Regions from separate parts of the Arachis hypogaea genome. Here region 1 is linked to region 2. Evidence: chromatin contacts called from public Hi-C data. All regions are on one chromosome and are shown on one strand. The core of a region is the stretch at or near the end of the contact, and the rest is flanking DNA. Distances in the headings are between cores, read along the strand shown. Region 1 holds the start of LOC140174358 (subtilisin-like protease SBT1.3). Region 2 holds the start of LOC112703030 (non-specific lipid-transfer protein 8).

Region 1 (6,524 bases), core at 1,089-3,588, 170 kb after region 2:
GAGCTCGGGACAGAAGCCGTCGAAGGGGTTGACTGAGAGGACCCCTCGACTCCAGCCTCTGGAGTCTCCACAAAAGGAAGTTTCAAGCGCTGTAAAGTTGTCAGCCCACTAGCCATCCCAACTGCAAGGCATGAGAAATAGGAAATTAAATAAGCTACATAATCGGAATACAAAACACTCAAACATAGAGAAATGAGAAAAACCTACCAATGTGAGATCTACCCGCCTTGGGATCCCCCATCACGTCACAAGGATTCAGAGGCCGATTCTCGAAGAGAGCCAACAGGACATTGGCAATCTCTTTGTTTTCGAAAGCCAGTCCCTCATAGGCCACCCTCGTCATGTAGGAAGCCCCGACACCAAATTCCAATACGGACAAATCCGGTGCTCCCCCCTCTAGCAACAACCAAAAAGGGTGACAACCCTCGACTGGTCGGAACTTGAAGTACTCTGACTTGAACCCATAAAACTAGTCCTCGAACAGGTTGAAGAGTCGGCGGTTTGTTTGGGCTTGGAAAGAAATATACCATTTCCTATGTTTTCCCTCCTTATGCAGGATGGTCAATAAGAAGAAAAACAAGAAAACTTCGACCCGAGCTGACAACTCTAAAAATTACAAACCAGCTCAAAAGTTCGAATAGCCGCCCAGCTGTTCGAATGCAGTTGAGACAGCACTGCAGAAACCCAACTTAGGAGAGATACCTGGAACTCGAAAAAGGGTAGACGAACCAATAACATAGTAAAAAAGAGGCTCATGCACCCAAATCCAGCCCGGGACATGAGGGAAATGCACGTTAAGATAGCAAACCCTTTCATTTTTCATCGGCAAGCGCCAATTCGTACCGTCCCGCCGCCTCACCGTCTAACACGGCCCTTTCATCACGGAGCCTCTGGAGGTCTCCTCATCCAACTGAGAGGGTGTGCCGGAAACATTAAACGTTACCCAGTGGTAACAATTTGGCACACCCCCCACTGGGAAGATAGGACCCGGGTTCCCTTGAACTCCCCTCTGGCGCACCATACCTATATCCAAATTAGAACTTTTTCACTGTCAGCCCACTACCTAGAAAACACATAAATAGAAAAAGGTTTAATTACTCTGCAGGTCCCTATAGTTTCACCAAATTTTCAATTAGGTCCCTATATTTTTTTTTTCAATTGGATCCCTATACGTTAATTTTTTTTAATTTAGTCCCTACCGTGACAAATTTGTTTAAAATAATAGAATATTCGGTTAAAAATGGAATATTCTCCTAATTGAGTTACAGTGCTTAATTGAGATCTCCACCATTTTTTTAAAATACCAATAATACCCTTTGCATTTTGTTCCCCAAATTAGAGAACATGACCAGCCCTGACTTAGTTTCATATGCTTCGAATTGGGTTTCTCCTCTATCGCACTCTGCTGCCGTCTTCCGTGGCGTCGTCCTTGTCCATCGCTGGGTGGTCATCGTCCGTCTGCGTCATCCTCGGGTGCTCTGCTCCGTTTGTTTGCCTTGCCCATTGTATCGCCTCGCCACGAATCGCCTTGTCACACCGCTGTTCAACTTCGTCTTGCTTTCTGGATTGGCTCTGCAACAACATGTGGCTGCTAAGGAGTTGCTATTTCTTCGATGGAGTGAGCATCATAAAAGACTAAACAAATTTATAAGGTCTATGAACTTCATAACTGAAATAGATTTATTCTCAGCAAACACCAATGAAATTGCAGGGTAGTTTAAGTCACCAGGGCTAGCTAGAGAATATGCACATGACCTGTTTGCGTATTTGCCAAAGACACCTAACTGGTTTGGAGTTAGATTCTGAGTGCATAGAAAATCAAGGTAATCTTGTGGCTTGATATCATAGACTAAACTTGGGTCTAGTGCTTTTGTGGGGTTAATATGACTGGCACCATGATCATAAGGACTTGAAGGCTTTTCAGCATTTGATACATCTTTCAGAGGCTTCATGGTGTTGTCAACAACATAAGCTATTGTCATCAGTGCAGATTTTATAGCTGCTGGACTCCATTGAGGATGCTTAGCCTTAATCAATGCAGCTACACCACTCACATGAGGGCTTGACATTGAGGTTCCAGAAACTATGCTGAACTTCACCCTCAACCCTAATGGACCAACATCTTCACTCCAAGCAACAAGAATATTCACACCAGGAGCAACCAAATCTGGCTTCAAAACTTCAAGTGAGAGGAAATTAGGCTCTCTTGATGAAGATGCTACTACTAAAGGTGAAGGCCTAATCCCTAACCTTGTTCCAAGAAATAAAAAAGTTGCGGTGGCATTTTTGTTTATTAAGACATAATTTTTGAGATTTTTTACCATCTTTCCTCTCCGCATGTTTCAGTGTTGGTGAGAATCATTCCAACCCTACCTAAATTTTTCACCACATGACCCATTTGCTCTCTTGGACAAATCCCTCTCTCACAAATCGCTATCTTCCCTTTAGGTAGACATATGAATTTTTCTTTGATCATTTTTGGCTTTTTTTTTATTGAATGTGGCATGCATTTTTCCAGGACTAAAGCAGAGCCTCTAATATACTATTTGCCTAAGAAGCCCTTGGAGGAAGATATATATGCAGGAGTTTTTCATTTTGAATTTCTGAATTTTGTTTGAATTGATTTCTTAATTTTTGCCTGTTATGAATTTTGTTAAATTTTGTGCGGGTTATGAATTTTGTTGAATATTGATTGTTATTGCTGCGATGATGTTGGTTTCTGAGGGTTCTTTTTCATTTTTTTATGTAGTGATGGAGCATTTGAATTTTACTATAGGTTGGTTCAAAAAGAAAATTGAGAAGAAATGAAAACATTGAAAAAGAGAAATATATGAGAAATAAGAAGTTAGAACCAACAGGGGTATATAAGTAATTTTATAATTTATTAACGTTTTTTTGACGTTTAACGTTAAGAGGGACTAAATTGAAAAAACAATAACGTATAGGGATCCAATTGAAAAGAAAAAAGGTATAGGGATCTAATTGAAAATTTGGTGAAACTATAGGGACCTGCAGAGTAATTAAACCATAGAAAAATTCCTACCTATATCTGAAACTACAATCAAACAAATTACCAAATCCCATTGAATCCCTGAAACCACATTAAGACGCAACAGTCTTTATTAGCATTCCCCCACCACTAAATGCAGGAATATCCACAAAAATAACAAACCAAAAAGGAAATGCAAAGAAACAAGCAAATGAAAAACACATAAATGAAATAAAACAAAAAGGGGAAGCACAGAGTAACGAAGGCACCAACCTGGTTTTCAGAAGTTGAAAGTAGGAATTGTGACAGGCGCGAAGGACAGAAATAGCACAAGTAGAAACCAACAATCCAGACGAATGCAGTGTCAAAGGAAAAGTTGCAGAAATGGTTGCATAAAGACATAAAGGAGATGACTAGGAGAAAGAAGAGGGAACGGTTGTAACAAAGGAAAATAAAAGGCCTCGAAACTTTCCAAATTGAAAAATATAAAAATGCAAGGACAAAATGGGGAAAACTCCTCCCTCACATTTAAGCGCTATTATGACGCCTAAGAAAACGCAACTGACGGGACACCCCTTCGAAAAATGAAAACGATCAGATGAAGGAGGACTCAAACCCCTCACGGACTCTCGACCTCCACCATAAACCATGGATGGTACACCATCCCCTGAGCCAGGCTCGCGGCCACACGGCGAAACGAACTCCTCCAGCGACGAGAATAAGCAAGCACCTCTCTCGCTCCAGGGGCAACTATTCCGGACTCGACCCCTAGGTTCCCTATCAGAGCAAGTTACGACTTAGTTTCTTGGGCTCAGGCCACCACCGCGGTCCAAACTGATCCACTAACCATAAATCCCTAACCAATATTCAAATTCAAACACTTCTCTTATCTTAGCCAATAAGATAAGATAAGATAAGATAACAAACTCAAACTATATAAAGGGAGTCAAGTGCTCCCTCAGGTACGTCACATACTCTCAACCCTCATCTACCTCTAAGATCCATTTTGACTTGGGCGTCAGTTGCTCCAAGAGTCCGACCCGTTGCCATTAAGACCGGCCAGTCCCCGATCCCTCTTACAACCCGTACGAGTGGCATCTTATATAAAAAATTTTAAATCTTTTCTTGTAATAAATATAAAATAAATGCATTGAAAATTTAGACTTTTTGAATTTTTAATATGAACTTTCTCAATTTATAATCTTAAAATGTGTTTTTAGGATCTAAAATAGTTAAATTTTTTTTATACCTTCTGAACACTTTAAAATATGACTACTAATTTATTATGAGACTTAAATATCCATCCATCTTAATTAATACTATATTTATTCTTATTAAATACATTGAATAAACAAAAAAGTGGAATAATAATACAGATTGCGAGTTTAGTTAGATATGTTTGTCTATTTATAAAGTTTTAAAGTTTGTTAAAATTCATTAATTACTTTCTTATTAAAATGTGTGTGTTTAACAATTATTTTGAAAAATGAATTTAAATTATATATAAAATAAAATATTCAGATATTTATATCATCTATTATCTATCACTAATTTCTGCTAAGATGGATTCCTCACAGCTCACAAGGTGCTGGATGTCACTTCTGTGTAAAATGAACATATTAAAGTTTTCTTTATTAATTTATTTCCCCTCTAAGAAATGAAATTTTTTATATGAATGAAGCTAAGAGACAAACAATGCTTAAAGTCACAAATCTTTTCACATACTTTATACATTTGTAAAATTGTAAGTCTTTCTTTTTAAAAGGTTAAAATCCACAAAGAAAAACAAATATTATATTAATAAATATTTTAATACCAAGTGATAAAGGAGAGGTGATGGTTTAACCAACCATATTAGAGGCTTTTATGAAAGAAAACGCTAGGATGCCAAACCAACATACCATACCATTGATTGAATCTCACATGGGTCCAGCATATACATTACAAGCATCGCAATAACATAAAGCTTAGTGCTCATCTTTGATTTTGTTTTATTTAAGCTCCGTCATTATATGATTAATTTCCAATAATAGTGCTATATTCATAAAAGATGTGAAGTGCCTTAATTTGGTTGGCCATGTTTCACAACATGTGCAAGAGCATACCATATACTTTGTTAATTTCCATCACAAAATAAATAAATAAAATTTTGAAGATAAAAATAAAGAGCCACCGACCAGTAATGTAACCAGCAAGAGCATAACATACATAAATGGTTTTATACATATCTTATTATTAAGACAATTTGTTTTTCAACAAATCAAGCACCGTAATAAAATAATAATAAATACATAGAAACCTTGAACTCACTTGTCACCATACTAGGAATATTCTGTTCACATTCACAACACCACCCTCAACTTTTCGCAGCTCTAGAGAGAAGAGCAAACCAAGAAACGGCACATATTTATATATGAACAAGAAAAAAGGTCAAAAAATAAAAATAAAAAGAAAAATGAAAGAAAACTTGATCCCTGTAAATCTAGAAAGCCAGTAAGCCACCAACCTTTTTTCTCCAACAATTTATTGGAGACCTTAAAAGGAGAATAATAGCTTCATAATGGACCAAAACCTAACAAGAACTAGCACAAGATACAACCTATACCAGATAAAATGAACATTAGTTTTTTTGTTTTTTCTTCAGTTATTTTTCTTCTTTTCTTTCCTTGGAGCCTATTTGATCAGTGAAAATTCATCTGTTTTATTTCCAATATCTTCTATTTTCAATAATTTTGTGAAGAAAAAATAAAACTAGTAAAAACCAATAAAATCTCATTTTCCGATTTATTTTTTCGTTCACAAAATTTTAAAAACAGAAAATAACGAAAACAAAACGTTTTCACAAACCAAACAGGTCCTTAGTCAGCGTCTTCGCAGACTAAGGGCAGTTGGGGTTTCTTCCAGGACCACCATAGTAGAAGTAATTGCCCCAATCATCAGCATTACCAGTTTTAACATTATAGCAGCTATCTTGCTCGGTGTAAATGCCTAGGTCCTTTGGAGCTCTAAGCTTGTTTTCGCCGTCGACAACCTGAATGTTCTTGAAGTAACTTGCTTTGCCAAAACCTTCATCAGGGAAATGGCCACTCCCCATTTGTGTTGAAGTATGTTGGCCATCAGACTCAGAATTCACAACTTCTCCCCCCCATTCAATCATTGAGGCACTGTCTGAGAGGTAAGAAAATAAAGATGCTGGCCAGTACCCAAGAACATGGTTGTTCCCAAATTGCATCCACCAGTTCCCTTCTTTTGGGTCCTACACAATAGTTTTTACCCTTGTAAAGAAACATCATATGGTACTATAACTCTATAGGCCTTTCTTTTGGAAACTATAAAGAAAAATTATGTTTTTATTTCTACTTGTGTAACAATAGACAAGTTCCTGGCCTCCTGGGTATTGATTCACTCTCTTATTTATTTAATGTGTATAAAAATAAAAAATATTAAATTAGTTGAGATGATGTGTGATTTATATTTTAACTAAAAGATTTTGGGTTCAAATTTTCAAAATAACAATTTTTTTTATAATGAAGGG
Region 2 (5,947 bases), core at 3,282-5,781:
GGCCTAAATGTATTGATTTTGGTCTTTGAAAAAAGTGTGTCCTTGATTTTAAAAGTGTGTCTTTTATTCCAAAGTGTGTCCTTAGTTTCCTCCTTTGTTCTTTTGATTTTTGTTTCATTTCCTACACTTATAAAAGCACAAAATAACTCCAAAGAGTATTGATCAAAGCACTAAAAATCTCAATTAAAGCAAAGAAAAATCTCTATCTTAAATTTAAGGAAGAAAATACTAAGAACATAGATTAAAAGCATGAAATTCTTAATAAAAATAATAAATCACTATTACTATTTAAAGAAATAACAACTAAAAACTACTAAAGATGTGCATGCATCACTTGTCAAATTGAGTGCCATTAATTTTAATTGGAAAGAGATAAATTATTGTGAATCAAACACTTAAGTATGTGAATTGGTAAAAAAAAGTAGTGAAGAAAAAGAAGATTTGATATGATTCGTCCCAAGACCAAACTGGATTTTACAGATCATGAGGTTGATGATGGCGGGAATAGGAACGTTGATTTTCTGGCTAAGGAGCTATGGATAAGGATGAAGTTGTTAACAGTGATACTGAGGCTGAAGAGGAGGAGGATGGTGATGATATTGGGAAGAACAGCAAGCCTGATGCTAAGAAGAAGGACTAGTTTTCCTCTATGTTGCAGAAGTAAGATTGCTCAACTATTAAACTCGATCTTTGTATTGTGGTGGAATTTAGCTTGCTCTTGTTTAGAATTTGTAATAGAAGTCTCTAGTACGGGTTGTGAGATGGATCGGGAACTGACGGGTCGAGGCGATTGACGGATCATTTGACTGGAGCAATGGGGGTGGTACATGTAAAGAAATTTCGATGTCCGAGTCAGAATGAATCTGAGAAGTATAAAGTGTGTGGAACGAATGACGTACCTGAGGGGATCTTTGACTCCTTTTTATATAGTTAGTGGAAGTTATCTTATTTTATCTTATTTAGCTAAGATAAAGGAGGTATTTGAATTTGAATATTGGTTAGAAGATGTGGAGGCCAGTCTGGACCTTCTAGAGAAAGGGGGTGGGGCCAACCCTGGGTATCGGAGTTGGAGGCCGTTCCGGGTGCGGGACTCGAGGGTTGGGTCGGTAATAAAATTGTATTATGTTGTTTGAATATATTGCTAGAATGAGATGCAGTGTACCTTATGGGATTTTATCGTTGTATTAATATTTAGATATACATATGAGGTTTAACTTTGTATGTGAAGATTTTGTATTTTTTTCTCATCAGGAACTCATTTTATAAGTGTTAAATAACAGCAAATTACATAGCTATAAAGACAAGAGAAGGAAAAATTAGAATTAGAGAGAGAATTCTAATAGGAAATGATGAGAATGAGAACATGAGAGGAACATTTTGTAGCAGCAGTTAATAACACTATAAGTTTGTTGCCCTCATTTATGTTTTCTTGGTGTATGGTTTAACTCATTTTGCAGTACTCTTATTGTAGGATATATCATTTTTTGACTATGAAACAGTTGATGACTTGACAAGTAGACTTGGGGCAGATTATCAACAAGTATCAAAGGGTTATTGGAAATGATCTTAACTTGATATTGCGCAATGTTCTTTAGGTTGAATTAGTTGTAGAAGATGAACTACCCATATAAGTTATCCCACATGTTAGTGTTTTACACCCTTATTCTTACTTTTGAGTTTATGTTGTGTTAGGGTCTCATTTTATTGGTCATTACTCGTTATATCTACTGCTTCTTTGTATTTGAATATATTCTTATTCTGTTCTATTTTATACTCATTCTTACTAATTTGGAGCTTAGTGCTTTGATTGTTTCTTATTTGTCCTTGAGAATCTTTGTTAAAGAAAGAAAAGAAAGTTGAAGTTTATTTGCCATAGATTTTGCCACAGACACAATATGTATTATATTTGATTTGTTTGTGATTCTGAGAATGGATATGCAAAAGTACAGATATGTCATCCTCTCATGCTTTATTTCTTGTTTCAATGATAAAATAGCTTGCTTTTCCCCAGCTAATGAGCTAAAATATGATCTATCTTTTTCATCCTAACAACTTATGAATATGATGCATCACTGCTTTTAAGCTTATATATGAAAAAGTGAGGTTGAAAATATTGATGGCTTTGACGTTGTGCTGATAGCTGTATATAACATATTTTAAATTCTTTATTTGAGTTAACTGATTGTACTTTGATATGGCAGACTATTGATATAGGAAGAATGCTATTATGAATCATTGTCATGTTTTTTTCCTCAACCAGAATGGAGAAAGAAGCTGGCTTTTTTCAGAGTCTCAATCATCTCAGATGGGCCAGGATCCAAGAGGAAGATAGAGTTTGTTATTTGACTAACTAAATAACAGTGAACAATTCAGTCAATGTTGAAAGTGAAGGGTGGGTGCCTTCCTCTTCCATCTATTCTATGAATATTTATTGGGGATTCAAGATCCTAAGAGAAAAGTTGTAGTGGCTCACGCGCTTCATTTTGTTGTGAACTCAAAATAATTGGACGTTCTGCATTTACCGGTAATCATTAGTGGATTTCTTTGAATAATTTCAGTACAAATGCATATCCACTAGAAGTATTAAGTTGATCTTCTATTCCTAGAAATGCATGAATAGTTTTTGCTGTATATTGCAAATGTTATGATTCAGTTAAACTTTTGTGAACACAATTTTTTAAGCTTGCACTCCTGTTTACGACTTTTTAATTTGGTTTCTGGTAATTTGGATTATATAGGATTGTAATTCGTTAGTTCCATTTTGATTTCTTATTTTGGTGTACTCTTTTTAGGTATATGCTGAGATGCATCACCAACTTTTAGCTAGAATGCAGGTTAAGAGAATGAAGAAACATTACATATATGCCATCGCACATGTTGAAAGACTTAAATTAGTTTTCTCATCTTGTTAGGGAACAGATTCATTAATCTACTTGGTGATTTTGTCTTGTCCGCTTGGTTTATGTACATTGATGATATGCATCATGTTAGGAGCAGTTATGGTACATTATGAAGAGTAAAGTTTTTGGTTGATTTTCTGCAATATGTCCTTTAGAAATTTACGATTCTATTTCTTGTGTTAATTTCAAATTAAAAGAGAACTAATAGATGTAGCATATCTAAGAAAAGAGTGTATCTATCAGAAAATTCCATTCATGAATGCCATGACTTCCCCTTAGTTGGTTCACACAATGGGAGTAGATCCTCTCCAGTAAAAAAAAAACTGGATGATGTCAATTGTAATCTCTCACCCTTCAATGTTCTCTCTCATATTTAATTTTGATCACACTTATAAAATTAATGGCGAGAGATTACACTGCATTTCCTCAAGTGTTAAAAAAACCGGAGAAGATCCATTTCCTTCGCACAATAGAGGTTAATTAATTTCTATTTTAGAGCTATCAATCTGTAAAGTCTAAAGAGTACTATATGTGCGTGTATATATGATATAATAAAGGGTAAACTTAACGAATCAACTTTTGTCAACAAATATCAGTTAATTTTTTAAAATTATTTTGTTTATTTTAAATTTTATATCATAAATTTTTAATCATAAAAAATTAGAATTTTATAATTAAATTAACTGACCTAGCTTATTAAGGCCCGCACATTTAAATCCCGGTATGTAGAATTATATATGGGCTTCCAACATGATAGTTTGGACTATTTAAGAAAAGTCCAATGGGTCAATGGATCAACGGCTTTTTTTAATAGGTCATTTTTTTTAAATAGCTTGCTTCACCTTAGTTTCATGTTCACTGCACCGTGTTAAAGAACTATGAATTGAGGTGAATTTAGATCTGGATATAAAATTTGAATATTTTCATAAATCCTTACAATCTATTGCAGTTTACGTCTGAAAGTTGTTTCTTGATAAACTACTATTGTAACTATTTTAGAAATGTTTTATTTAAATAATTTTACTCTACTTTATTTAAATGTGCAATTTGTCCTAAATGTTATTTTTTAAAAATATTGAGAAGATAATTAGAAGTTCAAAATTTTTTTTAATCGCAAAATTTAAAAAAAAAATTAGAAAATAAATTAAGACTCTCACTATTTTTTTTTTTAGTTTACTGGCCGTGAATCCTACACATGGTTCTGCTCTGCTCCTGGATGGTTCATTGTCAACACTACAAACAAAGTGTGCAATAGTGATAAACAACTCTTACAAGGTTTACTACCAACCAGCACATAATTAAATGTCCATAGTGATCAAATTCCTACATGATTTGAAAACCGTAAAATATTTATATATGCACCAATTATCTTGTGCAACTTATATTACTTGTTGAAACTGAATAACCCCTTCTTCGTTACTTCCACCTAACCTTGAAATTTTAACAATTTCTTGTACAATTAAAATCAAACTTATCTTTCTTGTACTCTATTTAACAATTTTATTTTAATAATTATTTTTACTTGTAGTTTTTAGCTTCCTCTGATCCTATAAAAATGTCTAAACATGGACCAACAATGCAAATTGAAACCACCATCACCACCACAACATATAACAATTAATTAAATAAGCATGAAATCAGTTGCTGCTACATGTGTTCTTATGATTTTAGTGACCTCAGTAACTAATTCTGAGGCTACAATTTCATCATGCAGTGATGTGATTAAGAACCTAAAGCCTTGTGTGAATTACTTGATGAGTGGAAGTGGTAAACCACCAGGACCATGTTGCTCTGGCGTTAAAGCTCTTGCAGCTGCTGCAGCAACCTCTGCTGATAAGAAAACTGCATGCAACTGCATCAAATCCACTTCCAAGAGTCTCAACATTAATTCACAACTGGCTCAGGCTCTCCCTGGAAACTGTGGAGTATCACTTCCCATCTCTGTTTCCCCCAATGCTGATTGCTCCAAGTAATGAAAATATCACTTATTACATATATAATATTGTTTTGAAATACTACCTTATTAATCGGCTTTTTTTTAAATAATTATATTATTTACAGGCATAGATAATTTTGACATAATTTACATTTTTAAATAAAATACGGCATGTCCATGTGTTATTTTAAATAAAATACCTTATAATATGTTTGTAAATTGTAATAATTTTAGAAGACAAATTAAATATTTAATATATTTTTTAATTTAATATTTTCTCATACACAGAGCAAAGTTACGTTGTTTTTTTTTTTGTATTTTTAATTATTATTAAATAGGTGTGAGGCTCGTGCCAGATAATCTCATACCATTTAATGATAGAGAATATGAAGTCAATGTACAAAGAAGAATGAAAACTCCATTTTGTTCTTTTCATATTTTATAAATCACTTCTTTGTTTTTTTTCTTAGTCAATCTTCAACTTAGATTCTTAGACTATGCTTCTTCAACTTTTGGATTTTAATGTTTTCTCCCTTATGTTGTTGCTGCATCTTTTGCAGGGTTGGTTGAAAGTTGAAAATTGGAATTGGAGAGCGATGCAGGGAATGCTGAACATTATTCTGCTACTTATATATAATTAAAATGGCGTATTTTGAAATAAACTAGAATCTACCTATGTGGATTTCTTTATTATTATGTTGGTATTCTCATTCTGTTTCCTGTTAATGTCGTAATTTCCGTTTCCTTGCTCCAATTATTATTATTATTATTATTATTATTATTATTATTATTATTATTATTATTATTATTATTATTATTATTATTATTATTTGAACTTAGTCAATGTTGTAATATTAACCACTAAAATTCGTTAAGATGTTAAGTTCTTTTATTTAATAATTAGGATAACGAAAAATATTGGGCAGCAATTTTTAATAATTTTGGTCAGTATTTAATTAGCACAAACATTAAATTGTCTTCAATAAATAATTTTTTTTAATTTATATGCATAAACTTTAATAAATATTAATGCAAGTTGTGTTAATTTATACGTGTAAACTCTAATAAATATAAATATAAATCATATGTTTTATGTATACAAATTCTTGTA

What was found. A called contact is a pair of places that touch in the nucleus more often than the background predicts.
Region 1: a contact with region 2 is called in a Hi-C map of an unstated tissue, with 3 times the contacts expected there. The contact joins the promoter of LOC140174358 here to the promoter of LOC112703030 in region 2. A contact is called at or near these places in 4 of 8 Hi-C or Micro-C datasets (leaf and an unstated tissue).

Annotation. Positions count from the first base shown.
Region 1 is chr7:49,402,654-49,409,177 of arahy.Tifrunner.gnm2.J5K5, forward strand. It overlaps LOC140174358 (subtilisin-like protease SBT1.3), which reads right to left and starts at 2,339. Exons shown (of 2, transcript XM_072198803.1): 1 at 1,671-2,339; 2 at 1,393-1,572. The coding sequence starts at 2,339. The coding sequence ends at 1,393. LOC112703032 (protein neprosin) reads right to left here. Exons shown (of 7, transcript XM_025754328.3): 7 at 5,195-6,245. The coding sequence ends at 5,868.
Region 2 is chr7:49,229,254-49,235,200 of arahy.Tifrunner.gnm2.J5K5, forward strand. It overlaps LOC112703030 (non-specific lipid-transfer protein 8), which reads left to right and starts at 4,532. Exons shown (of 1, transcript XM_025754327.2): 1 at 4,532-4,873. The coding sequence starts at 4,532. The coding sequence ends at 4,873.